Regions from separate parts of the Arachis hypogaea genome. Here region 2 is linked to region 1. A link is a contact called in public Hi-C data. All regions are on one chromosome and are shown on one strand. Each heading gives the region's core, a stretch centred on a gene start, on an enhancer-like site or on the middle of the called end of the contact. The rest is flanking DNA. Distances are from core to core; before and after follow the strand shown.

Region 1 (6,830 bases), core at 2,238-4,737:
CTGAATTGGTGTGGGCTTGTCGATTCCTTTCTTGAGCAAGGCACGAATGAGACGAGCGTCCACACCGAGCTCCTCGAAGCTCTTATCGTCGCTTGCATCTTCTTCATATCGCTGCATTGTTTCTTTCAATATGTTTTCGGTTGTTGTCGCCGCCATCACAGCACCACAATTCGGGAATGGACGTTGCACTAATGGCAGCACCCTAGCCTTATAGTCGACAGCGAACCTTTAAACTGATAAGCAACAATAAGGGATAGTTATTAGAACCGAAACAGTAATTGACCCGTTCATACGACTGGGTCACCGGGTCCCTGGTTTAACCAATGGGTTTCTAGTTGAATCGGTTGACCTAGTCACAATTAAATATAAATACAAAATTGCAAAAAATAAGCTTAAAATTAAAAATTCAAAACGTCTTCATAAACACATTAACAATTCTTAAACATAACTAAGCAAAAATAGAAAATATACTAGTAATAGTACAAAAATACTTTCTCAATTTAAATGAAGAGAGCAAAACATAACACAATAAGTAAATCAAATGCATCAAGACAAATTGGAATAATTAACAAACTAATCAAAAACTAAATTCAACTAATTATACCAACTCAATATTACCTATGTAAGAATCAAATGAATCAATACTAAGAATCAAATCTATTCTTACAGCAACAAATTCGGCTCATTGATAATTTCATCAACAAATTCAACCATGATAATTTTCAGCAACAAAAAATTTAGCTCCAAAGATGATTTGCAGCAACAAAAGGTTTAGCTAAGTAATTATTTCAGCAAGACAGCAACAAATTCAAGGTTCAGTGATGATAATTGGCAATAAATTCAACTCGGTGATGATTTCATCAACCAAAAAATTAGCTCAGTGATATTTTCAGCAACAAATTCAACTTACAACAACAAATTCAACAAATCCAAGTTCACTCATGATTTACAGCAACATTTAGATTAGCATCAAGGCAAATTAATTAATCAGCAATTCAGCAACATCTCAAAATACATGAAGGGAAATCTGAAAAAGAGAGAACAGGGGAAGCGATGATGCAGAGACTCATCAACGGTCCACGGTCCACGGTCCACGGCGATGGCAACGACCCGAAACCAGAAGACGACGAGCGCACGGAAGGCGACGAAGCAAGCGGATCCCACGTGTTGCTTCTGCCGCCGCCGGCGAGGAGCCCAGGGACGAGACTCGAGTGAGACGACGAGGAAGGCCGCGAGACGAGCGACGAGACACCGGCGAGTGTGATTGAGACGAGCGACGAGACGGCGGCAAGTGTAGAGGGCTAGGCAGTGAGAAAGACGAGAGAGTTGGAGTCTCAGAATTGAGGGAGAGATGAGAGTCTCAGGGTGAGATGAGTTAGAAGAGCTAGGGTTTTGGTGTTTTTTCCAAGGTTCTGAAAACCGAACCAGTCATCAAACCGCTCTAGTCATTGGTTCACTAGTTTATTGGTCCAACCGATCTAACCATGGTTCAACCGGAAAAACCGTTCCATAATAAAATAATAAATAAATTATAAATAAACATCCTAAATATCTTTGAAATTTAAAACCCTACATAAAATATCACCAATTAAATGTAATTAATCATCAAAATATGCAATGACTTGCTGCAAATTTGTTTACAATTAACATAATTATACTTCCATTAAAAATAGCTGGATTGAATTAAAATGCACAAGTTAAAGATAGAGAATATTGTCTTAATGTAGCTAAGTCAAAAAGTAAAACAAAAAATGATAGTGTTGCACAATAAACACACAACAGAGCCTGAAACAAACACACAACAGAGGCTGAAACAAAAACACAACAAAGCCTGAAACAAAAAAATCCAACACGGAGGACGGGTAGCAGGTCGGCAGAGATCAAGAACAGGGACAGTGCAACCAAACAATGAACAAAACAATGAAAACAGAATTTTTTTTATATAACAGAACAATCAAAACATGAATCATACAATCACTAATTGCAAATTTTTTCTTCATAAGAACAGAACAATGAAAACATGAAACATATAATAAATCAAAAGATCACCAATTGCAAATTTTTTACTAAGAACAGAAGTTAGAACAGTGAAAAATGAAGAAAGATTAACAGTTTTCAACCCAATTTTAACAAAGCTCATCACAATGATTAACAACAACAAAAAAAGCAATGAAGGAACAGTGAATCAGTAACATAGGCAGTGCAAATTCAAGAAACTTTAATAAAATTTAACTACAGAAACAGACAGTAAAGTAGTAATAGAGTTATAAATTTAAAATTTATCATCAAATACAATCAGTGAGCAAAACCAGTCAACCAAGTACTGACTGGGCATTCGGGAAAAAAAATCAAAAGAACGTTTAAATCACAGCAAAAACACAACAACAACAATAGGAACATTTAAAACAAAGCAACCCAAAAAAAATCTAAAAATCACCATTGCTGAAAACAATGATTTGATACGTGTATGCTCAAAGAATTAAAAGCTAAGCTTACAGGAAAGTGAAGAATACCCAAACCAAAGAACCTTCAATCACAGCTTAAATCAAGAACAGAAAATCACAACAAAAACAAAAAAAAATTAAAAGTAACAGAAGAAAAACAGAACAACAACACAAGAACAATTAGCAAATTAACAAGTTCACAATAACAGTTAAAATTTACCAGAAGAACACTAATGCAAGTGGAATCATCATGCTAATATGTTTTTTGCAAAGATGCTATTTGTGCAGCTAAAATTTCCTAATTACTAAGATCCAATTATTCTAATTTCACATGCAATCAACTTACTAAGTTTCTAAAAGCTAGAAATTATAAAACCTACCAGAAATATGGTTAAAGCATTTTATCAAACATGTTGAGTGCGGCAAAATTAAAACGAAATAAGAGAATTCAAGGCTTAATATCAATGTGATTTAGAAGAGAACATAACTATTGTAACTTTAATTCATTCTATGAAAAATCCAAACCACTACCAAATCAAATAGTTTCTTATTGTAATGGAAATCAGAAGTTGCAGAGTTTGAAGCAGAGTATTGGTGTTGTGTGAGTGTATTGTCTGGTGACGGGTTTAGGGAACTCACGGCGGCGACAAAAGAGAGCAGTTCGACGACTAGGTGGAGCGCGCGGGTTGGTCGCAGAGTTTGAAGCAGAGCAACGTGGCTTCCAGACGAACGCGAATGCGAACTCGAACGGTGAACGGCTAGTGAACGCGAACGGGGAACGGCTAGCGAACGTGAACGGCGAAGAACGCGAACGTAGACGACAGCTGAACGAAAGAAAGCAGCCGCGATCGGTGACAGCGAACAGGGGTTGAAGACTTGGAGCACGAGGGAAGCTAGATAGACGGACGGATGGAGAACTTTGAGTGCGACGGACGGCGTCAGTATGCCACTCCTTGCGGCGGTGGTGTAGGCTTACAGTGCTAGGGTTTTTTGGCTGGGTTTGTGTTATTTCTATCTGAATGAAAGAAAGAAAGGGAGAAAGCGAGAAAGAAACGGAGCTTCCGTTTTTGTGTAAACCGGGCGGGTTCAGGTTCGGTCCGACCTGCCGGTTCTTGGCCGGTTAACCGTTTCTCACCGGTTTTCTAAACAACGATTTTACATATCTGACCGAACTGCTAATGTTGCTGGTTCGCAGCTGAATCGGTCTGATTGATCGGTCCGGTTCAATTTTCAGAATATTGGTTTTTTTCTTTTTGGTGAGTTTTGGATTGAGGCTAGTGTAGTGTAGGATGTAGTTTCTTCTTTTAAAAAAAATACCCGATCTGAGTTGTATAAATCAGTCGGGTCACCCTTTTTTTTTTTTAAAACCTGCAAGGTTGACTCAAGTCTCTTTGAGTCTGATGGAAATATAGTTATTAGAATCGAATCGGTAATTAATTCGATCATATGACAGGGTTACTGGGTTATTGATTCAACCGATGGGTCACTTATTTATATGGTTGACTCGGTCATAATTAAATAAAAATAAAAAATTATAAAAATAAAATTAAAAATTAAATGCATGTTTTCAAAAAAATATATTAATGACAATCAAATACAATTCTTAGATATAATTTATGGTGTAAAAATAAATAATAAATTAATCACTAGTATAAAATACTTTATCAATTTAAATGAATGAGGGAAAACAAAAGATAACACAATCAATATTAATATATCAATATGTTTGTATATTATGTGTTGTTACTTGTTTGGTATCCATGTTAATCCATGCTTAAAAGAATAAAAAAATAAAAATTCATTCATGGATTATTATATATTTAATTTTTGTCACATATATTAATAAAAAAACAAAATGGGGCGCAATGGTTCAGCAGGGCGCGGGTGTATCGTGGACCCGCACGGTTCAGTGCGGTCTAAAGTGCGAACCGGTCGATTCTTAATGAATTTGACTATCGTTGATCGGTTCAATTGTAAGTTCGGTCCAATCCACCAAGCGAATTGGCCAGACCACCAGTTCATCAGTTTTTCAGTCGAATCGGTCAATCCAGTCCAATTCTAATAACTATGGATGGGAGCACGGTCCAACAAGTACTCAACTTGGTCAAGTGATCGAGTGAGCAAGTTTCCGATCGAATCAGACAAATTGAGTTGAATTTAATAACAATGCAATAAAGTGTAGGGTCATCAGTTATATCATCACATCTATGAAAGCTTAGATATTTTCCATGAAAATAAGTTTATGTTTTTTTTTAATTAAAATTTAAGAATTAAATTAGCAGCTTAGAATAGGGATGCCAAAACTCAAATCCTCATGAAGATTGTCTCAAATAGAGATTCAAAGATGAAGAATTTTTTTCTATGGAGATGGGGATGGGACCAAAATTCTTTCGAGACAGACGTGGGGATCCAAGTGAAGATCTTTACCTCATCTTGACTAATCTCCGAATTTTTAAATTTACTTAAATATCTTTAATAATTTTAATATAAATTTTTTAGTCATTTCACATACTATATATATTGAAAAACTTAACCCTAATTTCCAAAGTGTCTTCCCTTCTCTCCATAATACTAACACTATGTCGTCCCACTCTCCAGTCATCCCAAAAGGCCAAAACTCGCAAATCTCAATATCTCATAGCGTCACAACCATACTCCTCACCACTCTTGCTCAGTGCATATTGTGTCGTCACCCGATCGCTATCTTATTGTCTCTGATTGCGATGTCCTTTCTCGTTTTTACTGCTACGTGACTATGTCCTTGTATGTTGTAATAATGTTTTCTGATTTTTTTTTATTTTTTATTAGAACTTTCATATAAATGATCAATATAGAAAAATGGAGAATGAGGTCCCGTAAAGAATGGAGATTTGTGGAAAATAAAAATGGGGAACAATATTCTTCCATGACGAAAATTAGAGTGGGAATAAGGAACGAATCTAGGGCAGAGACGAAAAATAAATTCAGGACAGAAATGAAAAACGATAAGATATCTTTCACTCCGTCCTGTCCTGGTATCATCTCTAACTTAGAAAGTGTTACTTATTATTTTAAAAAAAATAATGATCTTATATAAGAGGTTTTTTTTATGAAATCAAAACAAAAATTTTATATCTATCAAAATTAATGATTTTTAACCAACTCTTCCTACTCAACATATAATTTACATCACAAGGCATGTCAATTTTTTATTAGCTGCTTTTTTTATCTGGTCAATAATGACACTTGTTGATTTGAGTTGTCTAAATTTAACTAAAATTATTCTTTTCACTGCTTTGTCCTTGTGTTGTGCCTCCACGCCACTCTCTCCTTTCAAAAGATAATAATGTATTTTACACCACTTAATAGGTGAAGTGAAGACCCATAAATTTTGATTGGTTTTAATTATGTTAAGTAATTCAAATGTTTATTATAGTAAATATTCCGGAACAATAACATTTAAGACGACATTATAATATTCTCAAATTAACTAAAAGAACTTTAGCTAAATAAATCGGAAAAATCTTATTTAAAAAGAAACAATTTATATAACAAAAAAAAAAGAAGGTTTTCAGAAATAAACAAATAAAATTTAAAATCAAATAAAACGGATAAAAAACTTTACGGAATACAAAAAAGGAACCACGCACTTCAATAATATATACTCTTTATACCAATGGCTACCCATATATCATGGAAAAAGTACACTATGTCTGCCAAAAGTTCCATGACCACTATGTAGAAGAGAATGCTAGAAAGGGGATAGAGATATTTATAACAATATATAATGTTAAAATTAATTTTGGTGTCTAAAATTTTTTTCTTTTCTATCCTTCCTAATAACTTACTTTTAATTACAGAATTCCCACTACTTCATTTTCATTCACGTTCACGTTCACGTCAATGTAACTTCTATAATTATTTCGCAAATAGAATACCAGTTTTTCTTGTTAATTTTTCTCATTTCATGTTACTGCATAATACTTTAGTATAGGTCAGTTACAGAATTTTCACTACTTCATCTTCATTTATACCAGTTTCTCCTCTTAATCTTTCTCACTTCACATTATTGGTTACTCCATAATAAAAAATTTTTTTTTATTTCTCATCCATCTTCTCCTACATCCTTCTCACTTCACCTAAATATAACATAAAACCTACTATAATTTGGATTTCGTCATTAAATAAAAGTGGTCGACGAACTTGGCAAGACTATGACAAGCAACAAAGACAAAATATAAGTGAAGAACAGAGGCAGCAACACCTTGCCAGAAGGCGTGCCAGTTACCGAAAGAGTATTAGATGAGAAAAACAAATCGATACATCGAGTGGACTAACTAACATGACAACATCATTACAAGATATCACAAATACACCCATACCCGCTCATCAATATTCTGTATCAGG
Region 2 (7,381 bases), core at 2,825-5,324, 270 kb before region 1:
TGCAGGAAAGTCAGAATCCAACAACATCAGTAATTCTTTTTCAGCCTCTGAATTAGATTTTTTCTCAGGTCCCTCAATTTCAGCCAGAAAATACCTGAAATCACAGAAAAACACACAAACTCATAGTAAAGTCTAGAAATGTGAATTTTGCTTAAAAACTAATAAAAAATATACTAAAAAATAGCTAGATCCTACTAAAAAATACCTAAAAATAATGCCAAAAAGCGTATAAATTATCCGCTCATCACTGATCCTTTGACCAAAGGGTTATCGCCCAAAACATTTACTAGTCATGTTGAAAGGATGGGTATTATGAGTTTATAGAATCGATGTATGTTTAATGAAGTTTGTGTTGTATGGATATTGACAATTTGAGCTCAAATGAATTAATGTTTCTGTATTAACTGATTTTCAATTTGTTGTATACATAATAGAATTAAAATAATCAGGTATTGTCTTACAATGAAGACATTATTGTTGGACTAATTATGTTATATACTTCCTGATTATGGCTCATGTTAAGAATGTGGCTAACTTTGTAGTACATAGAAGGGATTATGTATGTCGATTACGTGATGTACAACCGTTATGACTCATGCTAGTTTTATTCTTATCATCATAAATTAAACTATGCAAGTAATTGCTTAAAATTACGCATTATGATAAATATTTCTTAACCCATCAATAGGAATAATGACACATGAGCCAAGTGGGAGAATGTAAGAAATTATATTATTATATGATGTCTCATGTGTGTGATGTGTTTTATTTTATTAGTTTAATAAATATTTAATTAAAATAATAAAATAAAAAAAAATTACATGATTATTTTAAAATATAACCAACTTGATGGAAGTTGGTTTTTATGAAAACAAATCAGAATTCAGTCCTCTCTTTCTATCTATGAAGTCTTTCTTCTTCATTCACCATCAATAACTAAATTGAAGAAAGAATTAAGAAGCAAAAGAATAGACAAAGTGAATTTTTCCTAATATCATTATTATCATGGATCAAGGTTAATAACTCTACTCATTTCTATTTGTGATAATCATAAATTTTAAAATCTTTCTTGTGAATGATAATTTTATAATGTATATTAAAATTATATTAAGTTTTACAGGTAATGCCTAAAACATTTCTTAATATTTTCAGTGAGAATTAAAATAGTCTCTCATTTTTATAAATGATCAAATAAGTTTATAATTTTTTTATAAATTTTATTCATTTCTAACTCAACTACTATTAACACAATACTAGCATAGACTATTAAATACCAATGTAACATCTCAATATGATTAAAATAATATTTTAAATTGGTTGATTAGACTTATTTTAATTCTTCCATCAATATAAAATTAAATAAAATATGTATAGTAATGATTAAATTAAATAAAATTAGGTGTGACCTATATTATTTAATACCATTGTAATATTTTTTTAGAAAAGATACATATAGTAATGGGATTTCAAAATAATTCATGATGGCTCCTTTTATACATATACTTAAATATATTTTATTACTTTAAATTAAATTTTGTGCTTGATATATGCATAAACAAATTTAGAAAGAATGAATCCGTCAAATTTCGGAAAACTTCCTCGTTTTGTAAGTGCGATATTATAAATGAAAATTAGTCTGTAATTTGGTAACCTTGTCAAATTTTGGAACTTCATTTTAGAAGATAGTTTTGCTGGTAACGAGTTAAAATTTGCAGGTCATTTTCCAATTAAAAAAAATTATCGATAAACTTTTCACTCACTGAGAAATTATACCAATAAATTTACCGATAATGACAAAAAAAATTTATCGATAAATCTTTCTAAATATGCTATTTTATAGCGATGGAGAAAAACGAGAAAAAAAAGTATAAATATAGGGAACAAAAATGAAGTTTAACATTTTTTTTACTAATATATATATATATATATATATATATATATATATATATATATATTCGTTTTGAATTTGAATCTTTTACCTTTAAATATTTTTTCTCTTATATTTTTTTGTCTCATTTATGAAATAAATAGTAAGAGATCACATTTTATTCTCTAAAATAAAATTTAAAATTTAGAGGATTCAAATTCATTGGTTATATATATATGGAGAGAGAAAGAGAGAGATAATTTTTTACAAGGTTCTGAAAATCGAATCGGTGATCGAACTGCTTTAATTACTGGTTTATTAATTTAACCAGTCCAACAAAAAAAAAACAATTTAAAATAAAATAATAAATAAATTATAAATAAACATCCAATTTAATCACTAGACCAGCTCCAATTAATTTTTCTATGCATTTTTCTATGCATTTTCAATTTCATTTTCTCCATTGCAACGGGAAGAATCTAAATGAAACAAGGAAGAATCCAAAATGAAACAAATAAAACTCTACACAATAATTAGTATTTTTAAACTGTCAATGTAACCACTTAACTTGAACTCCACACCCATACTACATCACAAAACTTTATACACGAGTAATCAAATTAAATTAACACAGAAATAAATAGATCGAGAACTTTCCACCATAAAAACTTTATCCAAAAAGTTAAGTTTAAAGAGCAAGAATCACAACCAATATAACTAAATAAACCTACGATTATATTTCACATCTCTAACCTCAAATATGAAGTAAGAGATTAGAAAATTCATTAGCATTAGACAATAACAAAGATTTACCCTAGAAAGTCTAAGTTGTATATTCATTGATCTATGAAACTCCTAAAACAGCAGTGTATCTCACTATCTCATGCTCAGCAAGTACCTTAAAATGTAACAAAGCATCACAAAGGGATATAATAGTCATCCAAGCTTTACCAGTGCATATTTAAATGACAATCATCTAAATGTGAATAGTGGAATATAAATAAATGAATCCAACAATTATCTATAACAATATCACAGCAACCCACAACAAGATTTACAGATGAACTAAAAACGATTATTCGATAATTATTCAATTAATAACAGTAGAAAAAATTCACAGATTAATCAATAAATATTCAATAATTATTTAATCAATAATAACAACAAAATTCATAGACTAATTAACAATTATTCGACCAATAACATTTTCATAGATTAATTAAAAGCAATTATTTAAACAATAATAGCAGCAAAATTCACAAATTAATTAACAATTATTCAACCCATAACAAGTTTACAGATTATTCAACAATAATTAATTAATTATTCAACAATTATTGTTTAAAAAAACCTAGAAGCTAGAAGGCAGAAGCATAGAACAGAGGGGGAATCGGTTCATAGAACTCACATGTGGAACGAGCTGACGCTGACGACGGTAGAATAGAACTGCGCGACGGAGGCAGGAGGCGAGTCTGGCGATGGTGCTTCCAGAGCTGAAACGGCGACGATGGTGGAGAGCTGTATGAACGCAATTGTAATCTTCGAAGCTCTAACTTGCGACGGTGCGACAGCAATCCAGTGGATGGACGGAAGTGACGAAGATAGCTCGTCGGCGGTGACAAGAATGACGAGCTTAAAGGTGAAGGGAGGGAGAGAGACTGCTGCCCGTTGTGCTGGGTTGGGTGGGATGAGACGTTGGGTTATGCTTAGGCTTAGGGATTCAGACGTTTAGTACGTGCATCAAAAGTGATTAAAACGGTAGTATTTTTGCTAAAACTCCAAAAATTGGTCGATTTAAGGTTCGGTTCAATCGACTGCTTTCCGGCCAGTTTGACAGTCCGATAACGATTTTTTAATTGGATGGTTTTGGCATTAATCCGAACTGATATTTTTGTCGGTTTATAATTCGACCGGTTCGATCGGCGGTTCGAATCGGTTTTCAGCACCTTGATTTTTTATACTTTGATGAATGAGAGTACAAATTCAAATTGTTTAAGGTATACGGATAAATTTTTAAAATAAAAAATGATTAAAAAAATCGTGATATGTATTATGTATCATATAGTAGGGATTAATCAGAATTGTCAATACATAATATTGATCGAAACACTGAAACTTGAGCATTAATTACTTCCGAAACTTGCAACTTGCAATTGAAAATAACCTAATCTAAAAGTCATACCGTTTACCAAAAAAATATACTCGTATATATGCCACGCCATTATTCCCTTCAAATGTTACCTCTCGATATAAAAATCTCACCAACAACGTTGTTAGGATTTGCAAACACTAAATTCTATCTCCAACATATCAATGGCAAACACAATTTCCATCACCCAAAAGGTTACTTGCTTTGGCTTAGGGACATTGGACAAAACTCAAGCTTCAAAAGTTGGCCTCCCTCCAACCACTCATCATCACGTTCGAATCAACTCCAACATCATCAAAAATAATCGCTGCTATGTTTTGGAACACAACTTAGGATTATTCAGATTTCCAAGTTACACCACCACTAGAAAGATGTACGTATATAATATAATAGTCCTTCCAATATTTCAATTCCGATTATGTTAGTGCGGAAAAATAAAAATTTGCAAATATCTAAAGCTAAGAGAATCATAAATTTAAATTCTATGTTGACTGTTTATGTATTTATTTATTTTTTCAGGAATATGAGTGTGTTTGGCAGTACTCAACCCGGTCCAGTTGATCCTTCTTCTTCACCTGCTCATTGGTAATTATATTTACTCGTTAGTTCCTCCAATCAATCAACGAATTAATTAATCTCTTCTTAGTTTTCTATATATGCCATTACACTTAATAATGTGAAATAACGTACAAGTAATAATTTCTCCCTCCTTGACAAGTCTTTTTTTTCAGACTACTTGCAAGTCTTTGAGAAATATTAGAGTAATTTTTTATTTTAGGAAAGAGTAATTTCTCTTTGAAAAAAACTAGGTGATCATTAAAAAATTATTATTTTTTGTTATTATTTTATTATTAATTTTTTTTTTAGTCTAATAATCTAATAACATATTTTATCCATACTTATATATATATATATATATATATATATATATATATATATATATATATATATATATATATATATATATATATATAAACTTTATCAAAAATGTCCGTGAATATAACAAAATTATTATCCACCACCTATTATATTTATATATTTTATTTTACATATTTTCTCTATAAAATAATATGAATAATCAAATCTGTTATAAAAAAATAATCAAATTTTTAAAATAATATAATTAAAATTTTTTTTTCTTGAACTCCAAATATGTATTCTTATATAATAGTTAATTTATAAATAGCTGAATTTTTGCATTGTAAACAATAAAGTTGGAAATAATATTTGAATTTTTATCGTTGGAAAATTTCTATTAATGAAGAGATTTTCTGCGTTAAAATTGAGTTTAAATTTGGAGAAAAACCAAAAGAGAAACGATAATCTCTAAATAATTAGCATTTACGTTGGGGACATTGCCATCTAGCAGGAAATTCTGGATCATAGGAACGATATTCACGATACTTTTATCCTTTTCGAGGGGCAAATGGGGTCCTTTGCTACAACTCAAAGGTGAGAGAACTTAGAATTTCCATGTCATTAACTGCAGTTTTCTTAATTCATTAATTATCAGTCCTATTAGTTCGTTGATCCCGTGTAAATTAGACGAGATTTTACGTTTAAACAAGTTTTTTTTTATATAGAATATACAGTTTTTTTTTTTTAACTTTTGTTCTTTGATTTTAATTTTGTTTGGCTAGTAAAATTTAGAAATGGTCTATTTTAATTTGTCATGTTATCATCACTTATTATCGCTTATGAAACTCAAATATTTCATTGAGTTCCAGTATGTACATGTGTAATTTTTGTGTCGGACTGTGTTTGAATAAAAAAAATATTCTTTTGGACACACTTGTATTAGACATATCTAAATACTCACTGTATATGTCTTTATTCTTAGCCCATATTTTTTTTAGATAAGTTTAGAATAACATATAGTATTATTTATTAATACTAAAATTGTCTAAAATATTTTACTTAATTAAAAAGATATTAAAAATATTTTAAAAAATTAATTTATATTTTAATATTCATAAAATATAAAAATATAATTATAATTTATTTAAAAATATTATTATTGGCATGACGGATTTATATAAGTCAGCAATAAACCATTAAATAGAATTGTAATCTAAGACGAATTTATATATTATTGGCATGACGGATTGATTAGAAAAAAATGATGATGATGATAGTACCTTATATGTATATAGAGAAAATAGAAACAAGAATGAAGGAAGCGGAAAAGATAGCGGAGGCAGTGGAAGAAGTGGCGGAAGGGGTGGAGAAGGTAGCTGAAGATGTTGCCAAGATTGTTCCTGAGGGAAAGCTTCATGACGCTGCTCAGTTTGTTGAAAAAGTAGCTCAAGATATAGACAAACATGCCCAAGCCGCAGAAGATGCATTAGAAAAGGTTGAGAACTTTAATTATTTGCACCATGCACGTAACTTCATTTTATTATTCTTTCACGTTTTTCTACCTAATGCCCTCTTACTTCTATTAATTTATTTTTTGGTGCAACATCATTCGTTATTTTACATTCTCACCTTTAAAAAAAAACTAAAAGCTACGTAATAAAGTAATAACTACTATACTAATATATATATTTAATATATAGTAGAATTTGAACCGCATCTCTTAGTCAGCATCATGGCATCATGCATTAAGTTGACATAATAACTCATTTTGCAATTGAGATTTGTATATGGCGTGCTGAGGTTTCTTTCTTGTAGCCAATAAGAATATTTACTTGTTGGAGATTAATCTTTTGAAGGTCTAACTGGAAGGTTTATTATCCTTTGATTATTAAATGTGACATAAAGGGAAAATCCTAGCAAGCTAGCCAGGTTTATTTTGAATAGAATACCGTTTGTCAACTATTTCAATTTTGATGAATGTAGGCAAAAGACATGGAACAAGACATGGAATCGTTCTTTGAATCAACCACTCATGGACAAGAAAAAAGTGTTGCCACCACCACAGAATGGAAAGATCAAAAGTAGAAGAAAATACGGTTGAAGATTAAACGAACACTGTATATACACTATTAAAACATGTATAATGTAATAATTCATTATTCGTTATTCCTTGTTTCTTTTTTCCTTTAAGGTGAAGTCTATGTTGATTATTTTATTAGTTATTTGTAACAACTTCAATTTATATAAAGTGAAAGGTGACATTTAAAAGGGTGGATCTAAAAAGATATTTTGTTGTATTTGTTATACATGACTTTAAATAAAAAAAAAAAGGTCCAAATCATGACTAACTTAAAAGTACAGTCAATAACTGTCTTGCCATCTAAGCAAGGGGAGTTTAAACTAAATTAGTCCCACCGCCTACAACTACTTTCAATTAACTATAATCACATTCTCTGATGGTATTTTCCCTCAATTTGGAGCAAAATGTAAGGAAAAAAAAATCTTCC

Evidence for each region. A called contact is a pair of places that touch in the nucleus more often than the background predicts.
Region 2: a contact with region 1 is called in a Hi-C map of leaf, with 6 times the contacts expected there. The contact joins the promoter of LOC112704108 here to the promoter of LOC112703211 in region 1. A contact is called at or near these places in 5 of 8 Hi-C or Micro-C datasets (leaf and an unstated tissue).

The regions. Positions count from the first base shown.
Region 1 is chr7:61,159,068-61,165,897 of arahy.Tifrunner.gnm2.J5K5, reverse strand. LOC112703211 (DEAD-box ATP-dependent RNA helicase 16) reads right to left here and starts at 3,487. Exons shown (of 16, transcript XM_025754561.3): 1 at 3,084-3,487; 2 at 1-233. The coding sequence starts at 156.
Region 2 is chr7:61,424,954-61,432,334 of arahy.Tifrunner.gnm2.J5K5, reverse strand. LOC112704108 reads left to right here and starts at 4,074. Exons shown (of 5, transcript XM_025755657.3): 1 at 4,074-4,389; 2 at 4,536-4,601; 3 at 5,386-5,468; 4 at 6,170-6,369; 5 at 6,858-7,178. The coding sequence starts at 4,181. The coding sequence ends at 6,959. It overlaps LOC140174498 (a long non-coding RNA gene), which reads right to left and starts at 3,609. Exons shown (of 2, transcript XR_011864053.1): 1 at 3,276-3,609; 2 at 1-94.